Regions from separate parts of the Mus musculus genome. Here region 1 is linked to region 2. Evidence: chromatin contacts called from public promoter capture Hi-C data. All regions are on one chromosome and are shown on one strand. The core of a region is the stretch at or near the end of the contact, and the rest is flanking DNA. Distances in the headings are between cores, read along the strand shown.

Evidence for each region. Promoter capture Hi-C pulls out the DNA fragments that hold promoters and counts their contacts.
Region 1: a contact with region 2 is called in a promoter capture Hi-C map of hippocampal neurons, with 2.1 times the contacts expected there. The contact joins the enhancer-like site here to the promoter of 2310030G06Rik in region 2. A contact is called at or near these places in 6 of 39 promoter capture datasets (3T3-L1-derived adipocytes, the C10 cell line, the HPC-7 cell line and 3 more), 1 of 484 Hi-C or Micro-C datasets (the HPC-7 cell line), 1 of 115 datasets of contacts at active chromatin or transcription factors (bone marrow-derived macrophages) and 2 of 9 other capture datasets (adipose tissue and liver).

The regions. Positions count from the first base shown.
Region 1 is chr9:51,303,499-51,306,872 of GRCm38.p6, reverse strand. All of the region lies in intron 2 of 1810046K07Rik (RIKEN cDNA 1810046K07 gene), which reads left to right. Among named protein-coding and RNA genes, the nearest start is that of Gm39338, 7.8 kb to the left of the region's middle. Within about 2 kb of position 1,577, at least 19 of the 459 cell types and tissues checked have an H3K27ac peak or open chromatin away from gene starts, as enhancers often do. A contact at or near this core is called in hippocampal neurons, where this site is marked.
Region 2 is chr9:50,745,133-50,748,242 of GRCm38.p6, reverse strand. 2310030G06Rik (RIKEN cDNA 2310030G06 gene) reads left to right here and starts at 1,716. Exons shown (of 4, transcript NM_025865.3): 1 at 1,716-1,801. The coding sequence starts at 1,770. It also overlaps a transcript of Cryab not described here.

The sequences.
Region 1 (3,374 bases), core at 328-2,827, 560 kb before region 2:
GTGGCGCATGCCTTTAATCCTAGCACTTGGGAGGCAGAGGCAGGCGGATTTCTGAGTTCAAGGCCAGCCTGGTCTACAAAGTGAGTTCCAGGAGAGCTAGGGCTATACAGAGAAACCCTGTCTCAAAAAAAAAAAAAAAAAACAGGAAAAAAATGCCATTTGAAATCAGGGGTTGTAAAGTTTCAGACAAAGTGACTCAAGCTCTGAAGGCATGAGTGTAAAAAAAAAAAAAAAAAAAAAAAAAAGTCAGTGACATGCTTTGACATACTCATGAGTGGCATGGATTTCCTAAAATTAACCATTAAACTTATTGTTCGCCTCTGCGACTCTCATAGTTGGAACCAATCCTATAATAGTTTTGGCTTCAGTAAGATTATCTTGTTTGCCTAAGGCACAATGAACTGTCACCACATGCTAATGTGTATTTAATAGTTTGCTACCGTTTGGGAGTTTTATGTTTTCTTATATTTTTATTTTTCCCCTGTGATTTTTTTCTTATATTTTGAGAAACACCTCATGGTTGTTTGGTTATTAAAGCCACTGAGAAAGCTTGAATTTTTAATACATTTACTTCATTTTACCTTACTATTTTTTTCTAAATTTCCCACAGAAAACAATCCATTTCTTATTTCCCATTAGTTTTCAAGTTCTTAATAGAGGGAATTCACATCTAATCGAAGAATATCTTCCCCAGACCTTTTCCTTGTTCTCAAGGCATGGTGGTTGGAAGGTTGCTCCTCAGCCTCGCTAAGGAAGTTCCTTCATGAGCCCAGAAATAATAATAATAACAGCAATAATAATAAATATTTCCTTTTTTAAAGATTTATTTATTTTTATTTATATGAATACACTGTAGCTGTCTTCAGACACATGCCAGAAGAATACACTGGACCCCATGACAGATGGTTGTGAGCCACCATGTGGTTGCTGGGAATTGAACTCAGTATCTCTGGAAGAGCAGTCAGTGCTCTTAACTGCTGAGCCATCTCTCCAGCCTGCCCACCTCCCAAAAACATAAAACAACATTTTCGTAGCACTGGATGCCTCATAAACGCAAAATGCCGTTGTTTGAATTTAGGGACACACATTCTATGGTTGCTCTTCATTTGAATGGACGCTTTATTTTCTAAGGCTTTCCAGACCGCCTATTGTCTGACTTTAATTAGCCCACTGTCCTGCCCTGTTTGGAGAACTGAACCACACTTCCTGAGTTTTCCGTGGTCCCCACCCAGCCACCTGCTCCTGCACAATTGCAGAAAATTTTTAAATAATAATAAGAGCAAGCCTTTCATAGGGAACTTATTTTCTCAGCTGTTCTATTGGTTCTGTGGAATTTTCTTTTTAAATGTCATGAAATTTAAAATCCTTCCTGGTGGAGAATTCTTTCATGCAGCTTGCAAAAATAATCAGGTTTTACAGCAAAACAACCCTGGCTGGTCCATCTGGTGGGGCTGCAGTTCTGCAATCTCTTCGCTGGCCAAAAGGCTTCCCAGTGGCTCCCCTTGCTCTAACCTAGCTGCATAAATACAAGCAGCATTTCAAAGGCACACCAAGAGCCAGGAGCATAAAAATATGTTTCATTTCGTAACTTAGGCAACAGCAATCACTTTCTCACAGACACAGCCTGGACATAATTTTGTGCCAAGCAGCAGAGCTGTTAAAATAAAATTTTTAAGAAACTGTCAAAAAATTGGAATTCTGTCATCGTGTGAGCTTTCCAAGGGACATAAAATAGCTCATGGCTCAGAAATTGAAGACATTTGGAATCATATTTTTTATCAAATGAGAAATTAACCATAAAGGTATAAAGATGACATCCATTTTAATATTAATAGTAATGTTGATTTAATATTAATTAGTTGCCTTAATTACAAAGGCAACCCATTGTGTAACTGCCAAAGAGAATACACAGTAGGAAGTATAAAGACTATACAGTAGATATCTGTGGAAGTCTCCCCACACTGTACCGCTAAGTTCAGTTTCACATACATTCTTACAGATGTTTGTTGCAACCATTGGATAGAACCTAAGTTGATACAACAGTTTAACTGACTTCAAATTGTACCACATATAGTTACACAGGTGATTACAAAGTAAATCTGTGTTTCCATAATAAGTTCCTTTCCCTCAGAATTTGAACATGGCTTTTGCTCTTCACTCCTCCTCTGTGCTTTTGAAAGCTTTAATCAATCATTCCTTCTACATATTCAATGATGTAGTCCCTACGGTTGCCTAGGTTACCAAGTGTGAAGACTCCCCACACAGAGTGAGGTTTCGTAAATATAAAGTAAGTGCTCATAAGGATGTTTCACCATTCATTCCTCAATGAAACATAATTACTGACCATAGGATCAGCCCTGCACAGTGCACCATTAAATTAGATCATGGAAGAATGTACGGGTCTTTCGATTTTGTAGTGTGGGATGGGGAGATGTGGTAGTCTCTCCATACACCAGTGTCAGTGTGAAAGTAGTCAATGGTGAGCAAAAGAGAAAAGGCCCTGGGAACTGTACAGTGGCCAGGACATGTGGCCAGAACAGCTCTCGGCACCTAGAGGCATGAATCAGCTATCCTCATACAGCTACTAGAAGGATGACAAACAGACGCAGACAGAGGTATCACCTGCCAGCCTCCTGACACTCTGCCAGACAGACCCTTATCATCAGGTCTCCACTGGACTTCCAGCAGCTGCCACTAGCTCTGCCAACAACTCCAGACCCATGGCTTCACCATCAGAGACCGTGTTCTAGAATAGCACTTTCATCGTGGCTACACCACAGAGACTCTAAAGACTCAATGCCCATTGGTGGACAAAGTCCAAGCCCTTAGCACAGCCCAATCCCTTTATAACTGAGCTCCTGTGTCTTCCTCAAGCTCCTCCCTCGTTGTCATTCCCTGTCTTTGCACTTCCTGTTTGCCTTCCCACCTCTCAGACACACTGTTGCAAACATCCCCAGCCTTGGTTTTCTCTTCAGTGGCACATCCTCCTCCAACCTGCTTGATGATTTCCTGTCATCTTTTCAGACTAGATTCGGGTACCGTCTATATGATGGTATACCAAGTCCCATTCTCACAAGACAGTCAGTCACCCCAACTCTCCTCTGTGTCCTCACTTCTCTATCTACACCAAGTTGTGATGAAACAGATCTAGATGAGAACCCAGGCTGTGTCGATCTATAGACCAGAGGACACATTATAACATCATCTGAAAGATTAATGGTAAGCATTTGGTGAGCACACTTAGCACACAGTGTGAAGAGAACACAAACACACCTATAAAAGTTGTCACTAAAAGTGAATGATACATTCATAATGCCTAACCAGAAGTAGCTACAAGAAGCTCTGGTTCCATTGGCCTCAACTCTTATTCTAAA
Region 2 (3,110 bases), core at 467-2,966:
AAGCTGTGACTTGTCCATTCAGCCATATTTTGTGGCACTTTCTGCACTGCCTCTTCCACACACAATCTCTTTTGTAACAGACTGACAATAGAACCTGAACGTCAATGAGAAGTCTCAAAGACTTCCAGATAAGGACTAACTGGGTTGGATTTCGATACAATCCTCTCCAGGCTTTGTTAACCCTCTACACTCCGGTTGCTGTGTTTTAAGGTGTACCGGGTGCTTTTTTGTCTTTTCTGTGCAGTTTCTGGCCCTCTAAAAATCTGGGTAAGATCCTTTAAGCTGCCAAAGAGGTTGGATGGAAGTGAAGCAAATTATGAAGGGCTTTGAGAGTTCTATCCTGTAAGTGATAGGAAATTATTACTGGCTTTTGAGACAGGGACGCAGGTTACAGGATGAAAGGAATGTAGTTAATAGTAGGATACGGAATGGCCTGCAGGATTGGAACATGAGATAGTAGAATACAATGCTTAGCCATCTGATCACTGAGAACAATAGTAGTAACAATGGTTAAGACTTACTGAGGGCGTCCCATGCGTCTGGCCTGTTCAGAAGCTTTGTACACACATACCTCATTCAGTTATCACAGCCCTATGAAGTGGCCACTCTCAGGCCCGTTTTTCCCAAGATGAGGAGGAATTCAGAATCCAGTGTACTCCATGGAGTTCAGGGCTGACTATGAATATTCCAGGACAATACTCAAAATGCCAAGAAAATATTGAAGATCGGAATTGCAGGTTTCAAAGATTTTCTTAGAGACATATTCTCCCTTCTCTCTTTCCTTTCTTTCTCTCTTGTTTGTTTCTGTTTATTTAAGACAGGGTACCTCTATGAATTCTATGAATTCCTGGCTGTCCTGAAACTTGCTCCTGTAGCCCAGGCTGGCCTCAAACTCTCAGAGATCCTCATCCTCCTGCCTCCCGAGTGCCAGGAGGTATACACCATACTCAACCTGGTAACATATTGTCTCAGGGGAATTCATTCAGCTGCCTCATAGTTTCTGGCCAGGGAAGAGTGAATCCAATTTTGGGTCATTGGAAGCAGAAGCTACAAGCAGGGGTAAGTAGAGATTTCATGGTCCTGGACTGGGGAGAGAACATTGAGTGCTCCGTGCCAATCAGTTAGCCATCTGGTTTATACCAGAAAGAGGATTAAGTAATACATTCAGTACTTATGCCTTGGTGTGCTGGAAATCTAGATGGTAAATGGTTAGGAGATATGCGCACATTATTAATTCTAGTCGTGGGAATATGAGAGCATTCCATTTTCCTACATTTCAGGTTCCAAAAGCCTCTAGGATTCAAACCCAAATTGAGGACATCAGAAACTAGTACCAATTACCTTGACAGTGAAACTCAAACCTGAGTGTGGTAGGGCAAACGTAGTGGCCGAGCTTTGACTCCCTTATGGAGGGTCTATTTCAAAGGCCGTGCGATACAGAGAGACACATTTCCTATGGAAACTCAGAGCCCTTTTGTATCTCAGGTTTCTTTATAAATCGAAGCTTGCAGCTTCATCAAAAGGAGTTTCAAATCCCTAAGGTGAGATAACTCTCACCTGGAGCCCGTGTGTCTTCCTGCCCTTTGGCTGCGAACAGTCACTTGGGAATCATTCCACCAGGTGGCTTCCAAGGTCCAACCTACTCGGTTGAAATCTGATCCTGACAGACTTCCTGGGAGCCGTTGCCGTTCGCTCAGCCGGGAACCAGGAAATGCGCAAACCTCTTTATGTCTGAAAACCAGCTGGGCTCCCTGGGAGACACAACCGCCATGGGAAACCGGCTCTGCTGTGGGGGAACCTGGTGAGTAGGGCCGAAAGGTGGAGGGGACCGCCTCCGGTGGTGGATATGAAACCCTGAGAATCAGACAGCCTGGAGACCGTCCGTGCCTTCCTCCACCTGCCACGTCCTAGGTGGAGCAGAGAGCGGTGCCTTAGGACGCTTGGAAAACACAGCAAGCTGGAGAGTGGCCAGAGGTTGGCTGCACCGGTGGGCCAGCCTGGTTTCTCTCTTCTCTCCTTTCCTTCCTTCCGATGCTCTCTCCTTTTTTATTCTTCCGCAGATCATAATAACGGGAGCATTGGAGTGCTCTCTATGTGCAGTCACTTTCTAATCTGGGTTAATTGTCCCAGGTCTTCTGTGAGTGAGTGGTCTTACCGTTGTTCCCATCTTGGCCGGTTAAGGAGCGGAGGCTCAGAGAAGGTAGTGTCAGTCACATGGCTAGTAGCTTAGCAGGTAAAACAAGATTCCAAGCGCGGAGGCTAGACTTCAGGGCCCATACTTTCCTCACTAGGTAATCAGAGATGTGACCATGGATTGAGCAACTGAATTTGGACAAATGTTTGTTTGAAACTGCAGAAGTGGGAAGGAAGAGAATCCACTGGAACTGTGAATATAACTTTCATGCTATTTGCTGTGTGGCCTCATGCAGTCCAGTCAATTCACTGGGTCCTCGATTTTTTTAAAAATATACAGTCCCTATTATTTGTATCATAGGTTGGTTTTAGAGATCGAAAGCTAGTAAGAACAAAAAATACAAAATAAAAACAACAGCAACAACAACAAAAAACCCCACCAAATAATAGATTATTTGTGGTTTTTGTAACTTTCCCCCCAGGGTGTTCACCACCACTACAAACTCCCAAATATGGCTTCATCCTGTCAGCTGCCTCTTAGCTATATGATCCATGTCTGGGTCAGAGTTCAAAGAATACTTATTTACAGGTAAACATCACATGTAGAGAGAAAAGTGAGATACATTGGAAAGCACCTAAAATTTGAAAACAATACTAGACTCCAGTCCTGTGCCTGCTAGTTTATTAATCTAGTTGGTTATTAAACAAATATCAACTGAGCATGTGCTGGGTACCAGGAAGTGACAGATACAGAAGTCAGCAATAAAAGGAAACTTGGATAAACATGGTAGTGAATGCCTTTGATCCCAGCTATTGAAAGGCAGAGGCAGGCCATTTCAGGATAGCCAAGGTTACATAGAGAGACCCTGTCTCAAAAAACTAAAAATAGACAAATAAATAAGACCCTGCCTATAAGTGTATATTTGTTTACATGTATATTTATTTATTCTTTGTTTGATTTTTAAGGCAGGTTCTCT